Linked DNA regions of Mus musculus: regions 2, 3 and 4 are each linked to region 1. The links are chromatin contacts, called in public HiChIP or PLAC-seq and promoter capture Hi-C maps. All regions are on one chromosome and are shown on one strand. The core of a region is the stretch at or near the end of the contact, and the rest is flanking DNA. Distances in the headings are between cores, read along the strand shown.

Region 1 (3,012 bases), core at 311-2,810:
GGGCATGGGACAGGGGCATGGTACTGGAAGGTATATGAGGACACTGGCAAAGGCACAGCTGGTAAGTCCGTACTGGTGACCCCCCCCCCCATATAATGGCTCTAATTATTCAGGAGTGGTCCAGCGTGGCACTGGCTTGGTCCCATTTGCCAGCAGGATCAGAATTCTAAAGAATCCTTTATTTCCTTATTGGACAGGGTCTCTTGTTTTGTTTTGTTTTGTTTTTCGAGACAGCGTTTCTCTGTATAGCCCTGGCTGTCCTGGAACTCTGTAGACCAGGCTGGCCTCGAACTCAGAAATCTGCCTGCCTCTGCCTCCGGAGTGCTGGGATTAAAGACGTGCGCCACCGCGCCTGGCTATTGTTTGTCTGTTTTTATATTTATTTTGAGCCAGGGTTTTACTATGTTGCCCAGGCTGGCCTTAGTTAGACTTAGCATCTTCATGTGATTGTCTCAGCCTCCTGAGTACCTGGGATTACAGACTCAGCCACCAGGCCCAACTTATTTCTTATCTAGAGACAGTAGTCTCAAAATTACCCAGGATGCACTTGAGCTCTGTGTACCTCATACTGGCCAGAAACTTAGCACACTCCAGCCGACTGGAGCAACTGGGAGGACAGGCTGTGTCACCAAACCAGCTGCTAACTGTACTTCACTCCTATTAAGGTGTATGGTCCTGACTAGCCAGTCCAAGGTAAGGTCAGGGTCATCACAGTGAGGTCCAGGAGCCCTGACTCCTTAAGGAGGAGCCTAGCTGTTTGTACAGCCTTGCCCAGTGTTTTTTAATTTTTAAGATAATATATATTTGTATATGATTGTGGGGGGGAGGCGTCGTCTGTGCCATAGCAGGAGGACAGAGGACAACTTACTGGTGTGGGTTCTCTCACTCCACGTTTTCATACCGGAGATAGAACTCCTGTTACCATGCTTAGCAGGAAACCCCTTTACCCACTGAACCATTTCGTCTGGCTCCACGACCCTGTTTTCTTTTTCTCTTTTTTCTTTCTCTTTCCTTTTTTTTGTCTGGCTCCACGACCCTGTTTTCTTTTTCTCTTTTTTCTTTCTCTTTCCTTTTTTTTTTTTTTTTGTTGTTGGTGGTGGTAGTGATGGTTTTGGTTTGTTTGTTTGTTTGTTTGTTTTTTGTTTGTTTCCAGACACAGTTTCTCAGTGTGGCCCTGGCTGTCCTGGAACTTGCTCTGTAGACCAGGCTAGCCTCAACAATCACCAGCCTGTACTTCTCCAAGGGCTGGGATTAAAGTTGTATGCCACTATGCTCTGGTTGTTCTGTTTTGTTTTGGTTTTGATAGGGTCTCGCTCTGTATCCCATGCTGGCCTGCAACTAGCTGCAGTACTCCTGCCTTAGCCTCCTTGGCGTGCACTTCTCAGTCAGGCTTCTCTTTGGATCCTAGCATCTTCTCTCGGACGGACCTAGTTTGAAACGTCTAGGAGCCAGAACACAGCCAAGTATCCGCCCCTATGCAAATAACCTACTTCCACCCAATCAGCTCTTGAGGGCGGGGCTGCGCGGGAAGGCATCTGCCACTGGGCCAGAGCTATGCTCAGTGCAGCAGAAGCATAGGCGCCTGGACCCTCACAGTGCGCAGCAGGTGTGGCCAGCAGGGACCAGACTCCCGGGACTCCTGAGGTGTGCGCGGGTCTCGGGGCGGGTGGGATGCAGAGAGCCGTGAGTGTGTGTGTGTGTGTGTGTGTGTGTGTGTGTGTGTGTGTGTGTGTGTGTGTGTGTGTGTGTGTGTGTATGCGTGTGTATGCGCGCGCTGTCTTTGGGTTAGGGGGCCTTGCTTTCAGGAGTGTTTGCTGAGTAGGGTTTCAACTAGCCTAGTCTGGAAGTTACTATGTAGCTCATCTAGCCTCAAACTCACAGCAGTTCTCCTGCCTCAGACTCCTGAGTGCTGAGATCACAAGCATGTGACCATTAAATTGTTGGAGGTTTCTTCTTTCTCTTGAGAAGAGGGGGTTTAAGACAGGTCTTGCTCTGTAGTCTAGGTTAGTCCAAAATTCACTATGTAGTTCCGGCATTCGTAGTTCAAACTCAAAGCAGCTCTCCACTCTCAGCCTTCCAAGGTCCAGGATCTCAAGGGTGTGACCACACTCCACTGTTGGAAGTTTCAGTTGGCAATTTTAGAGAGGGTTTCACTCTACAGTCCAGGTTGGCCTAGAAGTCTATGTAGCCATACCTGGTGCTTCATGCCTTTAATCCCAGTCAGGCAGATCTTTTCAGGCTAACCTGTTCTACATAGTGAGCCCTAAGTGAGGCTGTATCATGAGACCTTGGGGTTGGGAGGAGCTCTGTAGCTCAGGCTAAGCTAGAACTCATGGTAGTGGATCTTTGGTCTCCCAAGTGCCAAGATCACAGATGTGTACCCGTGGGTGGCTGTGTTTGTGGTTTTCTTTGTTTTAGGTAGAGGGGGGTTGAGAGGTTGAGACAGGGTCTTTGTGTGTAGTCCAAAATAGCCTTGAACTTTCATCAGTCCTCCTGCCTCCGTTTCCAAAATGTCGGATCACAGGTGTGTTCCTACTTGAGGCTGTATTTGAAGTTTTGGTGATGGTTGATTGTGATGGCACTATATCTGGATACTGGCTGGTTTTGTGTGTCAACTTGACACAGACTGGAGCTATCACAGAGAAAGGAGCTTCAGTTGGGGAAGTGTCTCCATGAGATCCAACTGTGGGGCATTTTCTCAATTAGTGATCAAGGGGAGAGGATTCATTGTGGATGGTGCCATCCCTGGCTGATAGTCTTGGGTTCTATACGAAAGCAAGCTGAGCAAGTCAGGGGAAGTAAGCCAGTAAAAAACATCCCTCCATAGCCTCTGCATCAGCTCCTGTATCCTGACCTGCTTTGGTGATGAACAGCAATTTGGAAGTGTAAGATGAATAAACTCTTTCCTCCCCAACTTGCTTCTTGGTCATGATGTTTGTGCAGGAATAGAAACCCTGACAAAGACAAATTGGTACCAGAAGTGGGGTATTCCTGTGACAACCTGACCATGTT
Region 2 (3,061 bases), core at 31-2,530, 350 kb after region 1:
TGTGGAAGAAGTAGTTTGTGGGTTCCAACGGTGATAACCCAGAGTTAGGGACTTAAACAGCCACAGTGGTCGATGCGTTGGGTTTCTGGAGTTCTTAGGACAGCTTTACAGAGGGGCTGGTATAATTAAGCAAAAATTTGGGAGGGAAATGTAGTTAGCCAGGAAAGAGTGGGAGAGGGCCCAAATGCATAGAGGTGTTTGGCAAAAATAGTAGTAGGTCGGGGTGGCTGGGAATGGGTTGTGGACCATGCCCCACTCTAAAAGGAGAGGGGTGGTGGTCTTACCGTGGCCAGGCGCGTCTGTTCTAGCTCCTGCAGGCTGCGCACGTGGCGGGCGAGCACCGGTTGCGCTCGAGGCCCTGCCAACTCTGCTTCCACTGCCAATACCTCCCGCGAGGCAGCGGCGAAGGCCTGGGTCACCTCGTGCACGACACTCCGGTAACTCGGGAAGTCATAGTGCTGACCACTGAGCAGGTACTGACGGTGAGCTCTGCAGTGGACCGGGAGGATGCTGAATCGACACGCTGACAAGCAGACCACGCTCCCTGCTCCAGCTACGTGGAAGATACCCCCGACTCGAAAGAGACAAACCCGAACTCCACAGACTGGGTCTGTCAGGACAGAGCTAGTGCTTAACCATCTCTGCACTCAGAGAAATGAGGGATCTTGTGGAGGGTCACACCACAGCTGCTCCCGCCAGGCCACGCCCACGGTCACATGCTGCTCTACACCTATCTACCCTGCTACTAAAAGCTACACCCTCAGCTCTACCCAACTCCCCCAAATAGACAGGCTTCAGTGTCACAGATCCTTTTACCCACCCTTCTAGACTTCGCTTTCAAGTACGCCCTGCTCCCGGCAGCAGCACTCCTGCATCTCCTGGACCAGATCTGGCTCTCTCCCCACCTCTTCCGACCAAGTCCACAACCTAGGTCCTCCCAGCCACGCCTCCAGCCGCCTCCCCTCAGGTCCCCCTCAGGCAAGCTCTCCCAGGGCCCGCCCCCTCCTCCAGCCCAGCCCGCTCACTGGTCTAGACGGCGGAAGGCCTGTGCGCGTTCATTCTGAAGCTGCTGAATCCTCTGCACCAGTGTAGCGATCGGGGCGTCTCTCTATGGGGGTGTGGGGCCATGAAGCCGGAGTCCTGAGCCCATCCCGCCACCCCGCGCCCGTCCCACCCGCAACCGGGCTCACCCAGGCCCACGCGGACTCCGCAGACCCGGGACCGTCTGCAGCAGCCAACACCTCTGTGGCGGCGGTGAGCATGACTGCGCAGTCAAGTGGCACTAGGGAATGGCCGCTGCGCCCCCTGCCGGCCGGGAGGTCCACCACCAGCCCGCGCGCCTTTGAATTCGTTTTTTTTTTTTTTTTTTTTTGAGACAGGTTTTCTGTGTAGCCCTGGCTGTCCCTGCCTCTGCCTCCCAAGTGCTGGGATTAAAGGCGTGTGTCACCACCGCCTGGTGGAACTCTAAATAGTTTCTAAAGCAACTAAATGGTTAGTTCCAGGGCTGTGTACATCCGCCAGATCCTTGCAACAAGCGGGGCTCGAATAGGGCCTAAATCGAAGTTAAGGCCACAAGTATTTCTGTACCGGTGATGCTTACGAATGTAGTTGAACCAGTTTTGGTTTCAGTGGCTGAGTACTAGTTGCTGTTGCAGGACTGAACCCAATGACACTACCCACATAGCCACTCACACCTATATGCAGGACACCTAATGCACCCCCAGCCCCCCAGACAGGGTTTCTCTGTATAGCCCTGGCTGTCCTGGAACTCATTTTGTAGAGCAGGCTGGCCTTGAACTCAGAAATCCGCTTGCCTCTGCCTACAGAGTGATGGGATTAAAGTGCACCACCATGCCCATCACGCATTTTTTTTTTAAAAGTATTTATTATATGTAAGTACACTGTAGCTGTCTTCAGACACACCAGAAGAGGCATCAGATCAATTATGGATGGTTGAGCCACCATGTGGTTACTGGGAATTGAACTCAGGACCTCTGGAAGAGCAGTCAATCAGTGCTCTTAACCACTGAGCCACTTCTCCAGCCCCTAACAAACCTTTTGATGTCATCTCACATAGTGCACACAAACCATCCATTCAGATTATACCTTTGAAATGGGATTCCCAGCACCGGGGAGGTAGGATATACTCTGAAAGCTTCCTTCCCTAAATTACTTTGGAGATGTTGGTTGCACATACATGGGGGATTTGCAAGCTGCTGGCAACCAGGTTCGAACCCACGGAACCTTCCAAATGACAAGACAGACTGCATACCTGAAGTCAATTACAAGCAACATGGCCTGTCTAAGACTCCCCACGATGGGTGAAATGGTCCTAGACGCCCTAGAGTACCCAGCTACTCATGCAAAAGTGTGCCTGATACTCAAAAATCAAAGGTAGATGAGGCGGCCTCATAAACTCATATAAAGTGTGTTGCCTGTAGTCCCTGGTGCCATGCCTGATGGTGAACTCTATCAGGTTGTCCAGCAACTTAACTGGCGTACAGAGTACTGAGTCAGGTGAACTGCTCCCCCAGAGACCCTAAATTGTGGCCCCACACATCAGAGCCAAGACAAGATCTGTAAGCACAGCCTGCCTCCCCACAGCAGCACTGTGTGGGCTCCACCTTTACATGGTTCCAAGGCTTGCAAGTTCTAACCCACTGGTTCACCCTGCTGCCCAGTACCAGTCTTTACTGCCTCCCCAGCCTCCAAGGTTCAAGGGCAGCCTAGGCTACATGGTGAGATCCCCTCCCCACCGATCCCTCAACAGAACAGTCACTCTAGACACCAATTACTGCTCCAGTGGATGGAAGGGGACTTTATTTGGTCCCGGGGTCACATGCCAGGTATGACCACAGCTTTATTTGACCTTCTTCTTGGGGCGCAGGTTGTTGGTATGGCCGCACTTCTTCTTGCGGCAGTTGACTGCACGAGGGTGCAGGCGTGCGTAGCACTTGCGGCAGATCATCTTGTCACAGTTGTACTTCTGGGCAAGCTGACGAAGGGATGGCTCAATGATGCCACCGCGCAGACGCAGCACCAGGTGCAAGGTGGACTCTGG
Region 3 (2,767 bases), core at 158-2,657, 370 kb after region 1:
GTAACTTGTGATTAAAGGGCATAGTCAACAACTAGGTTAACAGCTAGCATCTCTCATGCAGAATTTTAATTCCAGAGATTTTGTTCTAGATCAGGTATCAGTCCTGGTCTGGGACTGAACTGGAAGCATGCAGAAGCCCTGGGTCCTTCAGGGCTTAAGGTCAGTTTGGGCTGTACATACTGAGTTTTGGGCCACCCTAAGATGCATGAAACCCTATTTTAAAACAGAAGCCTGGTGTGACAGCTCATGTTTGCCATCCTGGCACTCAGGTGACTAGAAGACTGTTGTAAGTTTAAAGTTAATTTGCGCTACATAATGAGTGGGAGACGAGATTGAGACACATAAGACTGTCTAAATAAATACGTGCTGGAGAGATGACTCAACGGTCAAGAGCACTGACTGCTCTTCCAGAGGTCCTGAGTTCAACTCCCAGCAATCACATGGTGGCTCACAACCATCTGTAATGGGAATCCAGTGCCCACTTCTGCTTTGTCTGAAGACAGCGACAGTTTATGTATGCACATACGTGAAATAAACAAATAAGAGTCAGGTGTGGTGAATGCCCTGCCCGTGCACAGTGCTAGAGAAGACAGTAAGAGCAGAAGTTTCAGGTCACTTTTGCTTTGTGAGTTACAGACTAGCCTGGAACAAATGAGACCCTAATCCAAAACAAGACTCAACACAAGCAGATGAGGTAACTCACGCTTGTCATCCCAGTACTTTAGAGACTGAGGAAGATGCATTTCAAGGAGACAGAGGCCCCAGTCTGGGCTGCTATCTCAAAATTTTAATGACTCTCTTTATAGTTGGGTGGCCGAGGCAGGATGATTACCAGGAACTGGAGGCTAATTTGAGCTATCATCTAAAGAAACACTAACTCTCCCCCAGGAATGTCAGGCTGACTGGAATGGCTCTGAGCCTCAAGGTCACAGTAGGAGCACAAGGAGCCGTCCGGCCCGAGTCCTCTAAACGGACTTCAACTCTTCCGGCCAAACTCTGAAGGAGAAACAACAACAACAAAAGAACCAAACCAGATAAGGCGTGACTCAAACAAACACGGGGTCCCCGCCCCTTTGAGCGGGGAAACTGAGGTACACGCGCACCCCAAGCCGCTCAGGGCTCCAGGTCACACAACTAGGGTTTCCATCTAGATTGGCCCGCGCTATCGCTGCGAATCCGGGAAAACTGAGGCTGTGTCCCCGAGCTAGGATGGGCCCTCCCTCCCCTCCGTGGCCTCCTGACGCCCCGAGTTCCCGCCCTGCCCGGCCCCGGCGGCTCCAGCCTCGGCACCTGCACATCTGGCGGCCTGGCTCGCGCTTCCGGGAGGGCGCCCTAGCGCTTACGTCATCATAGAGCGTCCACGAGCGCCCCCTGTCCTGGCGCCTAGGAGCCTGCGCGTACTCACCGCGAGGAGGCGGGAGGACCAAATTGTAGAAGCCCTAACGTGAACGCCAAAAGGATGAGCAATCGCAGCACTAGATACGCGCACGCGCTGTGTCCCAAACATGGCTTTTAAGCAATCCGGAAGTGGGCAATTAAATGTATTATTTATCAATCCAGTGTTACACAAGGAAACCCTATCTCGAAAAGTAAACAAAAAGACAAGGTCATATGTACTCAGGCTGGATTCCAGCTCGCCATGGAGCCTAGGTTACCCTTAAAATCCTGGTCATCCTGAAATGGCGTGTACGCCATTGTATGCCACCATGTGTGACTTTCAGATTTTTGAGGTATCGCTGTAGCCCAGGCTGGCCTGGTACTCGGTATTGTGAGAAATAATCCCCTCTCTCTAATAAAGAGTCTGGTGAAAGAGATGCAGGGATTTGACTTGTTTTGTTTGGGTTTTTCTAGACCGTTTCTCTGTGTAACAGAGCTCTGCCTGTTCTGGACTTGCTTATTTAGACCAAGCCAGACTCGAACTCATAGAGATCTACCGGCCTCCTGAGTGGTCGGATTGAAGGCCTGTGCCACCAGGACCGGCCAGTTTTGGTTTTATGAAACAAGATTTCTCTTTTTATCTCTGGTTTTTCTGGGACTTTTTCTGTACGTCCAAATAAGAGAAACCGTTTTTAATATGCCTTCTGCAAAAAAAGGATTTCAGCATAGAAAAAAAGGCAGAGGCTGGCATGCTGATTTCTTGCAAACAAGGCAGTATTTGATTTCTTTTTTTCTTCTCCTACTCCTTTCTTTGTGTAGTCCCGGCTGTCCAGGAATGCCCTTTAGTGTTTTGAACAGGTTGCTCTTTAACTCAGAGATCTGTCTTTCTCTGCCTCCTCTGTGCTGGGATCAAAGGTATGTACTACTATGGCCAGCTAACGTAGTAGTTTTTTTTTTTTTTTTTAAGATTTATTTATTATATGTAAGTACACTGTAGCTGTCTTCAGACACTCCAGAAGAGGGAGTCAGATCTCATTACGGATGGTTGTGAGCCACCATGTGGTTGCTGGGATTTGAACTCCGGACCTTCGGAAGAGCAGTCGGGTGCTCTTACCCACTGAGCCATCTCACCAGCCCCCCGTAGTAGTTTTTAAAGTCCTGATCATAAGTAACCTCAGGCTTTTTCCCATAACTGGATACTCAGAGAGTTACAATCTTTGTATACCTTACCATAGTCTTTAAATTCCCCATTCTATTCCAGGGATTTAAAATCTTATCAAATGAGTCGTCTAGGCTTGAGCCTGACTATTCCTTCTCTGATTGTGGCATGGGTCACATAGTACAGTGCCTGTAACTTTACAACTATCCTGGGTGCTAAGAGAAGCAGACA
Region 4 (2,932 bases), core at 290-2,789, 300 kb before region 1:
CTGCCCACCTTTGTCTTTCTGATCAGCTGGCTCTTGAATGCAGCTGCTTCTGTTCTTTTAGATTTGGGAATCTCCTCATAATTCGTATTTCATCCTTATTTTTTGCATAGTTGAGAAATTATATCTTTTTGAATTCATGTTTTTAGAGTTCTTTTCCATAGCTTTATGAGCTGTCCTGAAGGTCCCAGCATTTACCATTTTGCTGAGACATTAGCCACACCTTTAACTCCTGGACTTGTTCTGTTGGATTATCATGGAGGCAACAGTAGGAGGGAGGACATTCCTTAAAGGAGGAATGTAAAATATGTGCATTACTATATAAACAAGCTTTATGTCTATAGCCCTTGACACTCCTGGAGGCCCATGTCTGCTGGCCCTGTCCCAGGGGCAGGGACCATGTCATTCTGTCCCCACCAAGGCCAGGCCAGACCTGGTATCCTAGCACTTGAAGGCAGAGAACTTGGAATTCCAGGCTAGAAATTCAGAGAGAGAGAGAGACAGAGACAGAAAGAGAGAGAGAAAGACTCACTCTGAGATTCCAGCAGGTAAGGACACACACCACCAGGGGTGTAGCTGGTGACATCCAGGCCGGCAAGGCTTAGTTAGCATCAACCCCGTTCGTTCTTCTCCCTCCCAGTCTACTCACTGGTCTGAAGTCAGCTGAAAAGCATCAGCTTTCTGTTGCTGTGGAACAAGTCCAATGTGAACTAGTGGCTGAAATCTGCATGCATGGTAGTGGGGTGCAAGGCAAGGGGGTGGCTCTAGCCTAACAAGCATAAGGTCCTAGGTTCCATCCCAGTACTACAAAAAGAAAAGTTAATAGCCAGATGTGGTGGCATTCATCTATTACCCCAGCACTTGGGATGCTGAGGCAAGAGAATTGCCATTAGTTTCAGGAAAAAAAGATGCCCTAACCAAAAAAAATATATATATAATCATGAAACCTCCTTAAATATTATTTTGTTTTAATGTGTATAGATGTTTTGCCTGTGTGCGTGTATGTACCACATGTGTGTCTGGTGCTCAAAGAGGCCAGAAGAAAACACTGGATCTCCTGGAACTGGAATTAAAAAGGTTGTGAGCTGCCACTGTGGGTGCTAGGTCCTCTGGAAAAGTAATGAATGCTCTTTCCTCTGAGCCATCGCTTTAGCCCCCCAAAATGAAATAATTAAAATAGACCATACATTGTGATCTCAGAGTTTTGTTATGTCAAGAATCTGGGCTCAGGATCCCACAAGCTGGACAGAAAGAGTTCCTACCTCGTCCTCAGACCCTTGTAGGTATTGACAGTTCAGTTCCCTGCAGTTATGAGACTAATGTCCCTCACCCTTAACCCTTCGCTCTTAGATGCCACCCAGTGCTCTCTGCTGTGGCTGTCTTGAAGCAAGGCAACTGGCCTTTCCTCAGTTCAGGGAACTGTGAGATAACGTGACAGCTACATTTCGAGTCACAGGTTTGACACTTTGCTTTGAGTCAAGGTAAGAGTGTGAAGCCAGTGGCTCACCTTAGGGTTTGCCAAGTCATGGTGAGCGATGAGGTCATCGCTCCCAGTAACTCTGCACTCAAAGGCTGTTTCACTAGACTGGCTCCACGATCTGTAGGCAGCTGCTTGGGACATGGGCCAGTGATAAGCACGGGCTTAGAATTCCTCCAGTGAGAAGGGCTGATGGGTGTGGCTCACGGAGAGCCCTTCCCAGAGTCCTCCAGTGAGAGACTCGGGGGCATGACTCATTGGGAATGTTCCTGTATTAACAGAAGGCTTGTCTGGGCTTAGCCCTTTATCATGTTCACAGTCATCTTCAGCTAGTGAGCGCACTCAAGACCAGGCTGGACTATATGAGACCCTGTTTTAAAAGGGAATGGGCTGGAGAAGTGGCTCAGCCATTGAGAGCACATGTTGCTCTTGCAGAGGGCCAGGTTCAATTCCCAGCACCCACATGGGGACTCAAAAACATCAATAACTCCAGTTCCAGGGAATCTAGTGCCCTCTTCTGACTTCTGTGGGCACCATCTATGTGACATGGTACACATACATATATACGGGCAACACAGCCATACACATAGAATTAAGAATATTTATTTTTAAAAAATTCATTGTGGAGCTAGAGAGGTGGTCTTGCTCTTACAGAAGACCCAAGTTCAATTCCCAGCACCTACATACAGATCATGGTTGTCTATGGCCATAGCCATGTGGCCATGGCCATAAAGTAGAGGTTCCAGGGAATCTGACACCCTCACATAGATATACACTCAAGAAAAAACACCAATGCACACACACATAAGACACATCTTGCTGCAAGTGGTGGCTCACGCCTTTAATCCCAGCACTCGGGAGGCAGAGGCAGGCAGATTTCTGAGTTTGAGGCCAGCCTGGACTACAGAACAAGATCCAGGATGGCCAGGGCTACACAGAGAAACCCTGTCTCCAAAAACAAAAGCAAACAAAACACCAAAAATAGAAACATTTATTTAGTGTGTATTTATGTGCATATGTGTGCCCTGTCTCTGTGGGATGTATGGGAGTGTGAGTGCAGTGTTCCCAAAGGCCAGAAGAGGGCGACAGATCTCCTGGTGCTGGAGTTCCAGGTGGTTGTATTGCCCAACGCGTGGGAAGGAAGTTTGTGCTGTCCTCTGCAAGAGTAGTGCAGTATCTTAACCTGGGAAACCCTTCTCTCCCTCCTTCTCTCCCTCCTTCTCTCCCTCCTTCTCTCCCTCCTTCTCTCCCTCCTTCTCTCCCTCCATCCTGATTGGATTTGTAACAGATTTGTTAGGCTGACAGGCATGGAAGCAAACACCTTTTTGTTGTTGTTGTTGTTGTTTTGGTTTTTTTGTTTTTTGTTTTTTTATGAGACAGGGTTTCTCTGGGTAGCCTAGGGTGTCCTGGAACTCACTCTGTAGACCAGGCTGGCCTCGAACTCAGAAATCCGCCTAC

Evidence for each region. HiChIP or PLAC-seq counts read pairs in DNA pulled down with a chosen protein or histone mark. Capture Hi-C pulls out chosen DNA fragments and counts their contacts.
Region 2: a promoter capture Hi-C map of adipose tissue shows a contact between it and region 1. The contact joins the promoter of Rex1bd here to the promoter of Mef2b in region 1. A contact is called at or near these places in 2 of 39 promoter capture datasets (both in liver), 2 of 484 Hi-C or Micro-C datasets (B cells and liver), 4 of 115 datasets of contacts at active chromatin or transcription factors (astrocytes, bone marrow-derived macrophages, microglia and 1 more) and 3 of 9 other capture datasets (adipose tissue, liver and pancreatic islet).
Region 3: a contact with region 1 is called in a promoter capture Hi-C map of pancreatic islet. The contact joins the promoter of Kxd1 here to the promoter of Mef2b in region 1. A contact is called at or near these places in 1 of 484 Hi-C or Micro-C datasets (B cells), 1 of 115 datasets of contacts at active chromatin or transcription factors (bone marrow-derived macrophages) and 2 of 9 other capture datasets (liver and pancreatic islet).
Region 4: an H3K27ac HiChIP or PLAC-seq map of embryonic stem cells shows a contact between it and region 1, with 7 read pairs. The contact joins the enhancer-like site here to the promoter of Mef2b in region 1. A contact is called at or near these places in 2 of 39 promoter capture datasets (the 3T3-L1 cell line and liver), 1 of 484 Hi-C or Micro-C datasets (bone marrow-derived macrophages), 4 of 115 datasets of contacts at active chromatin or transcription factors (bone marrow-derived macrophages, effector CD8 T cells, embryonic stem cells and 1 more) and 2 of 9 other capture datasets (adipose tissue and liver).

Annotation. Positions count from the first base shown.
Region 1 is chr8:70,151,201-70,154,212 of GRCm38.p6, forward strand. It overlaps Mef2b (myocyte enhancer factor 2B), which reads left to right and starts at 1,561. Exons shown (of 9, transcript NM_001045484.2): 1 at 1,561-1,644. The region is part of intron 1 of Gm45929 (predicted gene, 45929); the gene reads left to right.
Region 2 is chr8:70,505,472-70,508,532 of GRCm38.p6, forward strand. It overlaps Rex1bd (required for excision 1-B domain containing), which reads right to left and starts at 1,281. Exons shown (of 5, transcript NM_025577.3): 1 at 1,191-1,281; 2 at 1,026-1,108; 3 at 285-489. The coding sequence starts at 1,262. It overlaps Uba52 (ubiquitin A-52 residue ribosomal protein fusion product 1), which reads right to left. Exons shown (of 4, transcript NM_019883.4): 4 at 2,792-3,057. The coding sequence ends at 2,861.
Region 3 is chr8:70,521,773-70,524,539 of GRCm38.p6, forward strand. Kxd1 (KxDL motif containing 1) reads right to left here and starts at 1,408. Exons shown (of 5, transcript NM_029366.2): 1 at 1,291-1,408.
Region 4 is chr8:69,847,547-69,850,478 of GRCm38.p6, forward strand. All of the region lies in intron 1 of Pbx4 (pre B cell leukemia homeobox 4), which reads left to right. Among named protein-coding and RNA genes, the nearest start is that of Pbx4, 16 kb to the left of the region's middle. Within about 2 kb of position 1,540, at least 114 of the 459 cell types and tissues checked have an H3K27ac peak or open chromatin away from gene starts, as enhancers often do. A contact at or near this core is called in embryonic stem cells, where this site is marked.